Linked DNA regions of Mus musculus: regions 2 and 3 are each linked to region 1. A link is a contact called in public promoter capture Hi-C data. All regions are on one chromosome and are shown on one strand. Each heading gives the region's core, a stretch centred on a gene start, on an enhancer-like site or on the middle of the called end of the contact. The rest is flanking DNA. Distances are from core to core; before and after follow the strand shown.

Region 1 (4,180 bases), core at 563-3,062:
GTAGGACAGTCTGAGAGAGCAGGGAGGGACAGAAGCAGAGACCAGGAAGCCCAGGGACACTGTAAGCCTCCTTTTCCTCCCTGACTGGGCCCCTCATCAGGCATCTCCACCCCCCTGTCAAAAGCTCCCTGGGGGAAAGACCAAGTCAGCGCTCTGGCCCAGCTCTTTCCCAGGGCCTGGCGTTAAAACCCAAGCTAAGGCTCTTGGAATTGGCTGTCCTTTCCCTCCTCCCTCGAATCCTGCAGTCCCGTGTCCTATACAGAGGAACAAGGCTCTGGCAAGAACCCCGGGAGGTGAGGGGCACGCTGATGCTACCAAGCTACAAGGGGCTCCGGCTTGCTTCCTGTGTATGCAGGCTTCAGATCCAGGTGGGAGGGAAGGGCAGAGGAGGCTCCTATGTAACTGTGGGTCACCCTGACCCTACCTTTCCCCTCAGCAAATGCCCACAGCACACCAGGCCACCGCAAAGGCCTCAGACTCTTCAGGGGGCCCTCTAGTCCTAGCACAAAGCTGCAGCTGCTGTCCCATCCCTTTCCGCTGACCCAGCCCCCAATTAAACATAAAAAGGGGATGTGGAGGCAACACCCAGCACATTTTTTAAAATTCTGAGTGCCTCTGCCCCCCAAGATCTACCCTATCAATGTTTATGAGTGTTCAGGTTCTTGTCGAGGGACCTGTCTGACCTCACATTTCAGATAGTTCTAAAATAACGACGACGACGACGACAACAACAACAACAACACAACAACAAAAAAAAACATACAGAAAAGAGAAGGGTGCAGTTTGGGGGGCTTGTGTGGTTGGTCTTCTGTGGGTTGTGGTTTGTATCTTTAGAAACTCTTTTGCACCAAAGACTGTCCACTCTGGAGAAGTGCCAATTTGATCAGAATTGAACACACAAAGTGAGAAACGAACACACACACACACACACACACACACACACACACACACACACACGCACGCACGCGCATTCGGTTCTCCTGGCACAAAACTGTTCCACAGGGTTACGATCGAACGGTGCATAAGTCCTCTGCCACAAGCTGTCCTTAAAGACCAAGTAAGAAAACATAAAGACCCCATTGCCAGACGCTGAACAGACTGACCCCTCACGTACAGAGTAAGAAACAATGCGCCTCTGGCTCTCTGGTTGTATATCAAGGTACCCAGACCAGCGCGGGGCGAGCGCCGGGGGTCCGGGTGGCCCGGACACCAGCCCTCCCTCTCCCTCCCAGGCCGCGGTGCCTTGGCTCCCCTCCCCCGCCGCCTGCCACATCTGGTTCCACTCAGGTCCTCCCCCACCTCCAGGCGCGCTCCTCCTCCCATCTCCTCCCTTGCTCCCAGAAAAGTGGAGACGAATTTAAAAAATCCAGTCACACACACACACACACACACACACACACACACACACACACACACGCACACACACGCGTGCGCGCGCACACACACACACACACACACACGCACGCACGCACTTCTTCAGAAAAGATGGGAGAAAAAAAGGAGGGAAAAGTCAAGAGGCCCGACTCCCGAAGTTGGCCAAGTTGGCAGCGCCTTACCCAGGAGGGCGGCGGCGGAGTCCGCCGGGTGGCCGAGACGCAGTCCCCCGAGAAGCAAGACGCAGCGCAGCAGGTGACGAGGCCAGGGCGCGAGGGCAGGTCGGATGGGTACCATCCCTGCGGCGCTCGGAGGACGAGAGTACGGAGGGCGCACGGCAGGGCTGCGTGCAGAGACAGCCCTAGCGCTGTGCTCAGATGACCGCCGGCGAGGGGATCGCATCCTCCTCCGGGTCCGGACGAAGTGATGCCTCCCGGAGAGGAGGAGGGAGGAGGCAGGCCCCGCAGAGGGAGGGCGGAGGGAGGAGCGCAGAACCCTGGAGGAGGGTTTGAGGGGCAGAGGGGAAGGGAAGCGGGCAGCGTGGGAGGGGACGGAGGAGGCGCGGGGGCGCAGGGCTGGGGACCCGGCCGCAAGGGAGTGCGTGTCGGGAGGGAGAGGAGGCGAAGGCTGGAGAAGAGGATCAGCGAGGTCCACAAGGATCCCAGTGTGCGCTCTTTATCTTCCCCTATTCTGCTTCTTAATTCCTTCCCGCCTTGTCTACCCTCTCTTTTCAGACCGGGCCTGGAGCCCCAGACGCTGCGTCACAGCTTCTCCTGCTGGCGCGAGAGGCGAAGCAACTGCAAAACTTTCCGCAGAACTTCACCGCGTGGCGAAGCCTGGGCTGCTGCGAGGCCTGGCCAGCCGAAGGATGGGATGCGCGACTGACTCAGGTGGCCAGTCTTGGGCCCCCAGCATCCCCTCCATCCAGCCTCTTCTGCCAGGTTTTAGGCGCTGAGCATCAGCTATTTCCTTTCCTAAGACCCCCCTCCCCTATTTCTGATGGGGAAGAGGAGGAGCTCAGAACTCCGCGCCACCCGTGCGGAGGTTGGGGGAGGGGAAGGTAGAGCTCCTGTTGCTTGTGAGCAGCGCAAACAATTCTTGATCATCTTGTTTCAGCATGTGTGACTCCTGTGTCAGTGTCCCTGGCACAAAGAATGTAACACTTGAGTTGATAGGGGCCGCTGTATCCAGAGACCTGGGACAAAAGCGGTCCACTGGATGTCCCAGAAGACCTACATCATTCCCACCAGCTGGGCTGCTGGCCGGTAGCAAAGAACAAAACGGAAATTTCATGAAGACAATCCAGTTACTTAGCATTATGCAACAGGTCAGATGGCAGAGCAAAGCACTGGGCTGAGAATCTGGATTTTGGAGAGCAGCCGACACCTAACCTCTGATTTCCCAGTCTTGAAAGTGATGCTTGGGAGCTCCAGCTGAGAACAGGCTTGAGATTTCTGGAGTCCAACAGCACAAAGCAGACTCACCTTCTCCCATCACAAGAGATCAAAACACTGTAAAACTGTAATATAAGTTTTATTGTTTCCTGGACTGGCCACTGAGGGGCTTTTTTTTTTTTTTTTTTTTTTTTTTTTGAAATAACAAACATGACTTTTCATGACTCCTGTTGTAGGTACTCTTTCTGTATCTCTGCAATAAAGGCTCTGCTCCAGGGAGGCTCCACCTTAGCCCTTCTGAACTCTGCCAACTGAGATTCTTGGCTTAATATAGCCCACTGATTGCAGGTCCCCAAAAGGAGCACCTGCAGGCCCCTGGAAAGGTTCTGCTAGCCACAGCCCTGACTGTCAGCCAAGTGAACAAAACCCCTTACCCTAAGGCTAACTTGAGCAGGGTTGCAGATTGGCTTCTGGAAAGTGTTCACAGCTTCACTGGCCCCATGGAGCCTCTCTTCTTGGTTTGACATGTCTTGGGATCCTAAGGTCCTGTACACAGCTGGCTATGCTAGGGCTGTCTTCTCCTGACACCTCCCTCCTTACAAGTCTTGTCATCCTTGAGGGATTTGAGAACCTGCCAGCTATGGATGAGCTGCACTTCCCTATCTGAGCAGCCTAAATACAGGATGCTTCTGGGACAGAATCAATCGGATCCCTCTTCCACCAGCCAGGGCAGGTTTTGGTACTACCCAGCTGGCAGAGTAAAAGCCAACACTGGGACATCACACAACTGTGACATGGCTCCAGCCAGTTGCTCACACAAGACCCACTGTGTGTTCACACACACTATCAGTCCTCCCCTGTCCCCTCACCAAACATCATCTTGTGCCAACCGCCATGAAAGCAAAGACAAACTAACACACTTGTAGTTCTGCGACTTTCATTTGATGGGAGAAATAAACTTTTGGCCATAGCCAAGGCTGAGAAGAGTCTGCTGGGGGGTGGAGGAGGGGAGCTGGGAGGTATGGAGTGCTAGCAGAGTCTTGTTCAAGGCCCTCAAGTCTGTCCTAGTCAGGGCTGCTTACTATGTACTGCCTACTGGCCACATCTACCCAGGTCCCTGTCCATGACTACCATCTGGCTTAGATCTCGGGCAGAGAGCTGGGCCAAAACTGGACAACTCCACAGTGACTTCTGGCCCAGTCCTCCATTGCAAAAAGGTCCTGTGAGGCCAACCGTGGTGGTACATGGCTGTAATTCCAGCACTTGGGAAGCTGAGGCAGGAGGACTGCCTAGCGTTCGGGGCCATCCTGGACTATATATATATAGCAAATTTCAGGCCACCTGGGCTATAGTGTGAAGCCTGTCTCAAAACAAACCCAACTCAGGATCTAGAACTCATCCAAAGCTGAGAG
Region 2 (4,180 bases), core at 1,144-3,643, 1.1 Mb after region 1:
CGTGGGCAATTCGGCCCTTAAGAAGCTCATCCATCGGTCTCAAAACTGCTTACCCGCACCAGTATTCAGCGGTAAAATTAACCAGAAAACCTCGAAGACCGAGCTTACTGTACGGTGGGGAGGCTGGGACCTCTTAGCTTTCTATCCCTCTCTGGTTTCAAGGGCTGTTGTAGATGTGGATTTTTTTAAAAATGAAAGTCCCTCATTTAAATGATATTAATAAAATAATATCAGTCAGCACGCTTATAATAAAATACATTAGAGGCATCTCTCTCTCTCTCTCTCTGGATGGCTATGGTTGCCAGTGCCAAGAGAATGATGCTCGCATCAGGGATGAGGGGCCCCTTCCTCGTGTCTTCCAGGCACTATCAGACTACCCCAGGATTCTAAATCTCCGCGGAGTAAGGGGGGGGGTGGGAGGTAGGGGGTGGGAGGTAGGGGGTGAGGTAACGCCCAGAGGTTCCTCCTCTGGCTGGTGTGGTTCCTATGGCAACCCTTAACCCTCTCTCCTTGGGTTGGGAGGGATGGGTGTGGCCGCAGTATCCCAGGGGATCTCATACCCTCTCCTCACACTCTCCCACCGGGAGAGGCAACAGGGTTCAACGGTGGTGGTGGTGGTGGGGATGCGGAGTTGAGCTTGCCGAATCTCCCCATTCCCGAGGGTTATCTGGCTCCCCTAGCAGTGAAACACAAGTGGGGTGTGGTCCTCAGGATGGCCTGGGTGTGGGGAGGGATGTGCTTCCTCTGAGGGCTCCTGCACACGAGAGTCTATCTCGAATCCCACCCATGTGGCTCTGGGTCGAACTGGGGAGTGGGCTGCCGCAAGTCTGTAGATCCAACAAAGGGTCTGAAAAGAGTGGCGAAAAAAGGATGGAGCTGCTCCGAGTGCGTAGGCAAATATCCTCGTCGAATGAAAGCTTCCCGCCTCCCCCCGCACACTCCCCCAAAAAACCAGGGCTGGGAGCGCAGATCCTAAATCACACGACGAACAAAGCAGCGAGCTCCCCTAGACGACCTCAGGTGAACGCTCTGGTGCGCACCGCTGCAGAGGCAAAACGCCAAGGCTTCCGTGTTCATCACCCCCTGTTCTTTAACATGGGTCCAAGCCGGGTCCTCCAAAGCCTGGCCACAGCTCTTGGCATGCTACGATAGAGACGTGACTCGCCGCAAAAAGATGGCACCTCGCGTTCAGAGAGGGGGGAAAAAACGGAGAGGGGTGGCAGCGGGAGGAGACACATCGTACTCCCCCCTCCTCGCCCACCCAGGTCCACACCCACTGCCGCAGTGAGGGGCGAGCCCTGCGCGCCAGCCCGCGCCTCCGGCAGGGAGCGCACATGCCGGGAGCCCGGCGCAGAACGCAGAGAAAGAAACGCGCCCCGAAATGCACCTGCAGCCCTCGCGTGGGTCTGTGCCTGGCTGCAACGCTGCGCGCCCTCGAGCGGGGAGCCGCTGCCAGCCAGCCCGCTGACACCGCGAGGCCAGGTGACCCCTGACTCTTCGAGCTCCCACATTGGGATCCGCGCACTACCTTCTCTCGGGCACGGCGCTGCCCCTGTCACTGTACCAAGCGCGCGCAGGGGGAAGGGCGACTAACGTGACAGCGCCTGGACCCCTCCCCATCCTCCGGATTCCTCCCAGCCCCCAAATGTCCCCTGCCGGCTTCTGAAGGAGGAAAAGGGGAGGGGGCGGGCCACCGCCTTAAATCAGGGCCAGTGAAGGCCGTGTCAGAATCGCTGTCAGGGAGGTGGAGAGACATGAAGGCAGTCATCTTTTCTAGAACCCGATCCACACCTTCCTTAGGGCTGATGGCAATCAGGAGCAGAGAAATCCGATTTCAGGTTCTGTTTCGGGGGTCGTCGTTGGACCCCCATGCACACTCACAGACCCACGCCCATTGCGGCAAAAGGCTGAGATCCAGATTACAGAACAACCCCTTCCCTAGGTCACCGTCATCCGCGCCCCACCCTGCGGGCACAGCCCCCCTCATTTGCGCGGAGCCGATAGTGGGGACCCCAGCACTCATAGATACACGCATTCGCTCGCGTGCGTGCATCTCTTGCACGCGTTCCTTCCCAGCTCCCCAGCGCCTAGGGCGCAGAGAGGCCCCCGCCGTTGCGCCTGATTGATGCCCAGCTCCCTAAATCCATCTCTGGGGCGAGGGGTGGCAGGAGGACGGCGCACAGGGCCAGAGGGGACTGGATTTCAGAGCTGCGGCGCTTACCTGATAATCGACAGAAGGCGAGGACAGAAGAGGACAGCGGAGGAGAAGGTGGTTGTGGCGGCGGCGGCAGAAGGTGGGCGGTGGCGGCGGCGCTGCTGCTGGTGCTGGAGCTGGTGGGTGGCGGAGACTGAGAGCGCGCGCGGCCGAGAAAGCGCGTTCTGGAGGCCGGCGGGCAGCGCAGGCGCGAGCCACGGGAGCGCGAACCTCCCTAGGGGAGGGGCGGGCAGCGAGGCCTGGGCGGGCACCTCCCCTTCCGACCGCTAGGGGGCGCACGCGAGCGCCCCTCAACCCTCCTCTCTCCGCGCCGCTCGGCTCGCCCCTCTCCGCGCTTCCCTCCCCGGGTCCCGCCACGCCTCGGGCCGCGGTGCTGACCGCCGCGCGCACGCGCATTCCGTGGCGCACGCGCACCCGGCCTCCCGGGGCTGCAGCCTTTGTCTAGTCCAGGGGTCCCCTCCCTCGGTCCCCGCGGGGTCCAGGCAGAGCGGTGTGTCGGTCATCGTCCGCTTTTCAGTTCACCCTCGCTGGCTCTCCAGGCGGTACACCGTGAACCCCAAGTGCTACAGGCTCCCCGAGTCTCCTAAAATGTGGCCCTCCAGATAGAGCGCACTTTCTATTTCCAGGGCCAGCTGTTCGCTTGCTTTCTTTCCACCTGTTTTTGTTAATGGCCAAAGTGAATGATTTCCTTGACAAATCTTCTCGAAACAGATTAACTTGACCGTAATACACTTTAGCGTTTTCGTGGAAAAACAATTGTTTTTAAATCAAGGAGCATTCAAACCCATTAGGTATCTTGACTGTGACCCTAGCGAAGAAAAATCTTTAAATAGGTAAGTTCTAATGATGCTTACCACACACACTGCAAGGCATTTTCACAGAGTTATTTTTATCTCGTTTATTGAAACACCTTTGTACAGCGTGAGAGCTGAATTTTTAAGGTGCCTGCTGGAGATGGCCACCTGCTGGATGTCAAGCTTCCGGTTGAAATTGGTCATTAGTTCTCCTTCCAGCTACGTAGGCGTGGGCTGTGGCTTTAGCTTAATATCTTACCTCCCCAAAGCTCAATTCTCTTGGACAGCTGGAGCCTGTTCAAATGCAAGGAAGAGAGACAGGCACCTACTTCTTGCCAAAGAGGCGAAAACTTGTCTTGAAGCTTTCATTTGCATGCCGTTTTTTCTTTATTTTTCAAGGCAGGTTCTCACTATGTTGCCCTGGCTGGCTTGGAGCTCACAGAGATCCCCTGCCTGCCTCTGCCTCTAGAGTGCTGAGATTAAAGGTGTGCACTGCTATCCCAGCAGTTGTTTCTAAAACTCCAACGTTGTACCTGCTCGGTGTGTTGGCTCACATCTGTAATCCCAGCATTCAGATAGGCTGAGACTTGTTCAAGATCAGCCTGGGCTATATAGCAGAATCCAAGCCAGCCTGAATTGTATTACAGGGTGAAAGTGAGTCAACAAACAAACAAACAAACACACTTCTGGGCTGGGGGGGTGGATGGTTGTGAGCCACCATGTGGTTGCTGGGATCTGAACTCAGGACCTTCAGAAGAGCAGTCAGTGCTCTTAACCCCTGAGCCACCTCTCCAGCCCCCAAAATAAAATTTTGAGATAACTTTGGGTTCAGTTTTCTAGCACCACAAACATTTTTTCCCATATGAGCTTAATTACTGAATTATTCTGGAATGACGCAAATGGGGCTAATTTCTTTTTACTTTCTTTTTAAAAGAATTACTTATTTATTTTATGTATACAAGTACGCTGTAGCTGTCTTCACACATACCAGAGAGGGTATCGGATCCCATTACAGATGGTTGTGAGCCACCATGTGGTTGCTGAGAATTGAACGCTTGCTATCTCACCAGCCACAGAGGCTCTGAATTTCTAGGTCTTGCCTTGCTATTCTTCTAACCACAAACAGCATGCCTGCTTCAAGACTTCTGCATCGGTTCTGGACATCTAGGAA
Region 3 (4,180 bases), core at 946-3,445, 1.0 Mb before region 1:
GGTCCAGTCTATCAAGAGGGGGGACCCTTGATTTTGTCTCACTGCCAGGGAAGGGCCCAGAATTCCCTTCCTGACCTTAGGTGACATTTACTGTTTCTCCTGTGACACCTTTTCAGAGAATTTTTGTTTCCACTGGGAACATCTGGAAAGAATAAAAAACATCTGGGACTGCCCAGAATGAATTGTTTCTCAGATACAAATTTAACCCTCTTATCCCCAATATCCATAGCCCAGAACCTATGCCTACATTACTCCCTCAGTAGCTTACCCTGACACTGTCAAGTGAGATACAAACTCAGGACAGGGGTAGGAGTGTCCAGATACCCTACCACACCTTCCAACTCTGCTGAAGGAAGAAGGGAACTGCTACTCTTCAAATTTGGGCTACTCTGCCAGCCACAGAGGCTGCCTATGGGCTGTGGGGACAGTGGGTGTCAACAGAGGCTACTGAAGACTCAATATCTGATCTGTCTTTCCTGGGGACTGGAAGACAAGAAAGAGAAAGAAGCTAGTAAGAGGTGGCTCAGAGGGGGTTAGGCTACAGGTTAGGATCTACATGACTGCCACAGGTAGCTGTGTCGATTTCACCTTGGACAAGGATATCACCCAAGGTTTTAAGAGTTGCAAAGACCCTGGGCAAGGACACAAAGCTAAGCTCGGATGAACCCCTGAATGCTCAGATGAATCCCTGAACGCTCTGGTCTCTCCTAAGGTCTTGCCAGCTGTCAAGGTAGGGCCAAAGAGCCTTCATTGCAGAAGCAGAGGGCTCGCCCATCTCAGCCCACATCCCCCTTCAAGCTCAGGACTCCTATACACAGCACTTCAATTATCTCAACATCCCACAGAATTCTCTGGAAAAGGCCCTTCAACCATGATGGTTAAGTGGTGGGTTTTCCCTAAGTGGTTTCTACTTAAGTCCAGCCCCTTTGGGAGCCCACAGCAAACTCTTTTTTTTTTTTTTTAAGATTTATTTATTTATTATATGTAAGTACACTGTGGCTGTCTTCAGACACACCAGAAGAGGGCGTCAGATCTCGTCATGGATGGTTGTGAACCACCATGTGGTTGCTGGGATTTGAACTCCGGACCTTTGGAAAAGAAGTCGGGTGCTCTTACCCACTGAACCATCTCACCAGCCCCACAGCAAACTCTTATACAAGAAGAAGAGGGCTGTGTTGAGGGCCTAGACTTCATTTTCTTCCTCCTCTTCCTCCTCCTCCTCTTTCTCTTCTTCCTCTTCTTCCTCCTCCTCTTCCTCCTCCTCCCCCCTTCCTCTTCCTCTTCCTCCTCCTTCTTTTTCCAAGACAGGATTTCCCTGTGTAGCCCTGCCTATCCTGAAACTCACTCTATAGACCAGACTGGCCTCAAACTCATAGAAATCCACCTGCCTCTGCCTCCCGAGTGCTAGGATTAAAGGCATGACTCACCACCACCCGACTCTGGGCTGTATTTTCTTCTATTTGTTGGCATACTTTTGCACAAGAACCTCTATGGCTCCCTTCCCACAGAGCCAACTTTTGACATGGCTTCCTGTACTCCAAGAAGTTCTACTCTGGACCTCTCCAGGAGCCTGGTGTGAGTATGTCTCCTGAATTGTCTGTCCTTGCTGTATCTCCTCCTAGAGTTAGATAAGGGTTGTCCAGGGCAGAGGAGTCAAGGTCAGATTCATTTAAGTAACAGTTCTCAACCGGTGGGTCATCACCATTAGAGAACACATATTTCCAATGGTCTTAGGAACTGAGACACCTCTCAGTAGCAAAATTACAGTTTTGAAGTAGCAACAAAAATTAATTTATGGTTGGGGGTTCCTAAGACCATCAGAAATGTGTGCAGTTGCCACCCACAGGTTGAAAACTGCTGATTGAGAAGGTTGGTGTGCATTTAGCTAAATTCCCCAGGCCCACTCTTCCAGAGCAAGGCAACCACAGGAGACCAGCTGACCTAAGAGATGACCCACAGTGGGACAGAGGGAGTTAGAAACACTGGCTGTCCCTAGAAGATTCAGGAGCAACCCCTTCCCAGGGGGTCTCTCAAGAACCCAAAGCTGTGCTACCCAGGCAGGACCACCCTTCGAGTCCTAGCAGACCAGCTGATGAAGCTGCCCTCCCATAGGGTCCCTGGAGGGATGGTGCCTCCCCTGGGTCTCAATTTGCATGGCAGGAAGGGGCCTAATGGGGAAGAGGCGGAGAGGAGACAAGCTGCAGCCCAGGCTGACATACAGTTACATGTTTCGCCCCCAAACCTCCTTGGGCTCAGAGACAGAGCAGTGACCATGGCCACACTGGTGCTGTCTTCCATGCCCTGCCACTGGCTGTTGTTCCTGCTGCTGCTCTTCTCAGGTATGACTTATGTGACAGACGATAGGCTCGCTGGCTTTGAGACAGGACCGTCAGTCGGCCGGTCGGCTCCATTCCCTGTCTCATTTCGGTCTCTCGGCTCAGCCTCTTGCATTTTGCTGTCTGCTTCTTGTCTGTCTCCCTCTAACTGTCCTGTGCCCAGTTTGTGGGTTTTAATGGTGGGCTCAGGGTCAAAGGTGTCCCAGCCCTTTCCAGCCTGGAGGGTATCAGGTTGAGCTTGGTACAAGGGGCTAATTAATCTCATGGGCAGCTATGACCTGGAAGAGTGTGTGTGTGTGTGTGTGTGTGTTGGGGCGGGGGGCTGCAGGAGGAAGAGGCCCTGAGGGTACTGCATAGAAAAGGCTCTTTCCCTATATCCTGGAATATAGTGTGTTCCAGGAATTGTCCTCTCTTTGCCGGAAAGACTGGGAGAGCCTTGCTGGTTGTGGATTCCCTCTCATTTCCACAGAAGCAACAGGCCAGCCTGATGATCAAAGGCAGCAGGGGGCCTGGGTATGGGATTTCCAGTACCCATACCTTATTTCTGCCTCTCCAGTACAGGGACGGGGGCGGGGGAGCTAAAGGGGCTTGAAGCTGTAGTCCCGGAAGGAGGAAGTAGCTCTGGGAATGTGGAGGGGTTATGGGTGGGGCAATCAATTGAGGGTAGAGAGGTCTGACCTAGCCCTGCCCACTTCCTTCCACCCTCCAGGTGAGCCGGTACCAGCAATGACAAGCAGTGACCTGCCACTGAATTTCCAAGGTTAGTTGCCTCAGCCACCACTTCTGGGACAAATGGGTCTGTTTAACACAGCCCTATCTCTGCCTGGAGCTCCCTGTCTAGAGCGCCCATATTTACACCTCCTCAAGGCCTCATTAAGGCTCCATTGCTGGACAGCTGTCGCTCTCATCAGACTAGTGTGCTCCAGCCCTGGCCACTGAAGGCCAGAACCAAGCAGAGGTTGGGGATCAGAGCAGGACAGTGCTAGAGGGGAGCCCACAAGGCCAAAGGCCTGGGTCTGTCTTATTAGAAACCCAACAAACCTCTCAGGCCCGAACTCTGAGAGGCATGGGTCCCTGAGAAGGGTAAGGGAGGTGGGCCTCGGGTGACAGGCTAAGGATTCGACCTTTATCACCCTGGGGATGGTGGGCAGACCTGGAGGATTTGGAGTGGGTGTAGGAAAGTGTAGAGGAAAGAGTTAAAAGTACCCAACCAGGTCAAAAGGCTGTCCTGCATGTGAGGCCATTCCAGTGAACATAAAAGCAATGGAAAGGTTCCAAAATTCTCCTTAATGAAAGACAACTGGACAGAGGTTAGATCAGGAAGAGGTGTACACCAGTGGCTTAGTATGAGGCCTCTCACAGACTTTACCTTCTCATACCTCTACTGACTGCCTCATGAACCTGATGCCCCAGACACGTGAGATAGGCTACAGGAAGACGCTAAGCCTGATTTTGAACCTTGCCCTGATATGTCCGCAGGAAGCCCTTGTTCCCAGATCTGGCAGCACCCGAGGTTTGCAGCCAAAAAGCGGAGCTCCATGGTGAAGTTTCACTGCTACACAAACCACTCAGGTGCACTGACCTGGTTCCGAAAGCGAGGGAGCCAGCAGCCCCAGGAACTGGTCTCAGAAGAGGGACGCATTGTGCAGACCCAGAATGGCTCTGTCTACACCCTCACTATCCAAAACATCCAGTACGAGGATAATGGTATCTACTTCTGCAAGCAGAAATGTGACAGCGCCAACCATAATGTCACCGACAGCTGTGGCACGGAACTTCTAGTCTTAGGTGTGTGCAAGGTAGATTGTGTAGCCATCCACACCCACTCCCCAGCTCAGCCTACC

What was found. Promoter capture Hi-C pulls out the DNA fragments that hold promoters and counts their contacts.
Region 2: a contact with region 1 is called in a promoter capture Hi-C map of liver, with 2.1 times the contacts expected there. The contact joins the promoter of Mapt here to the promoter of Mrc2 in region 1. A contact is called at or near these places in 2 of 39 promoter capture datasets (both in liver) and 1 of 484 Hi-C or Micro-C datasets (embryonic stem cells).
Region 3: a promoter capture Hi-C map of embryonic stem cells shows a contact between it and region 1, with 4 times the contacts expected there. The contact joins the promoter of Cd79b here to the promoter of Mrc2 in region 1. A contact is called at or near these places in 3 of 39 promoter capture datasets (embryonic stem cells, hippocampal neurons and liver) and 1 of 115 datasets of contacts at active chromatin or transcription factors (embryonic stem cells).

What each region holds. Positions count from the first base shown.
Region 1 is chr11:105,290,278-105,294,457 of GRCm38.p6, reverse strand. Mrc2 (mannose receptor, C type 2) reads right to left here and starts at 1,812. Exons shown (of 30, transcript NM_008626.3): 1 at 1,557-1,812. The coding sequence starts at 1,671.
Region 2 is chr11:104,229,649-104,233,828 of GRCm38.p6, reverse strand. It overlaps Mapt (microtubule-associated protein tau), which reads right to left and starts at 2,393. Exons shown (of 12, transcript NM_001038609.2): 1 at 2,222-2,393.
Region 3 is chr11:106,312,577-106,316,756 of GRCm38.p6, reverse strand. Cd79b (CD79B antigen) reads left to right here and starts at 2,195. Exons shown (of 6, transcript NM_008339.3): 1 at 2,195-2,339; 2 at 3,046-3,096; 3 at 3,816-4,124. The coding sequence starts at 2,273.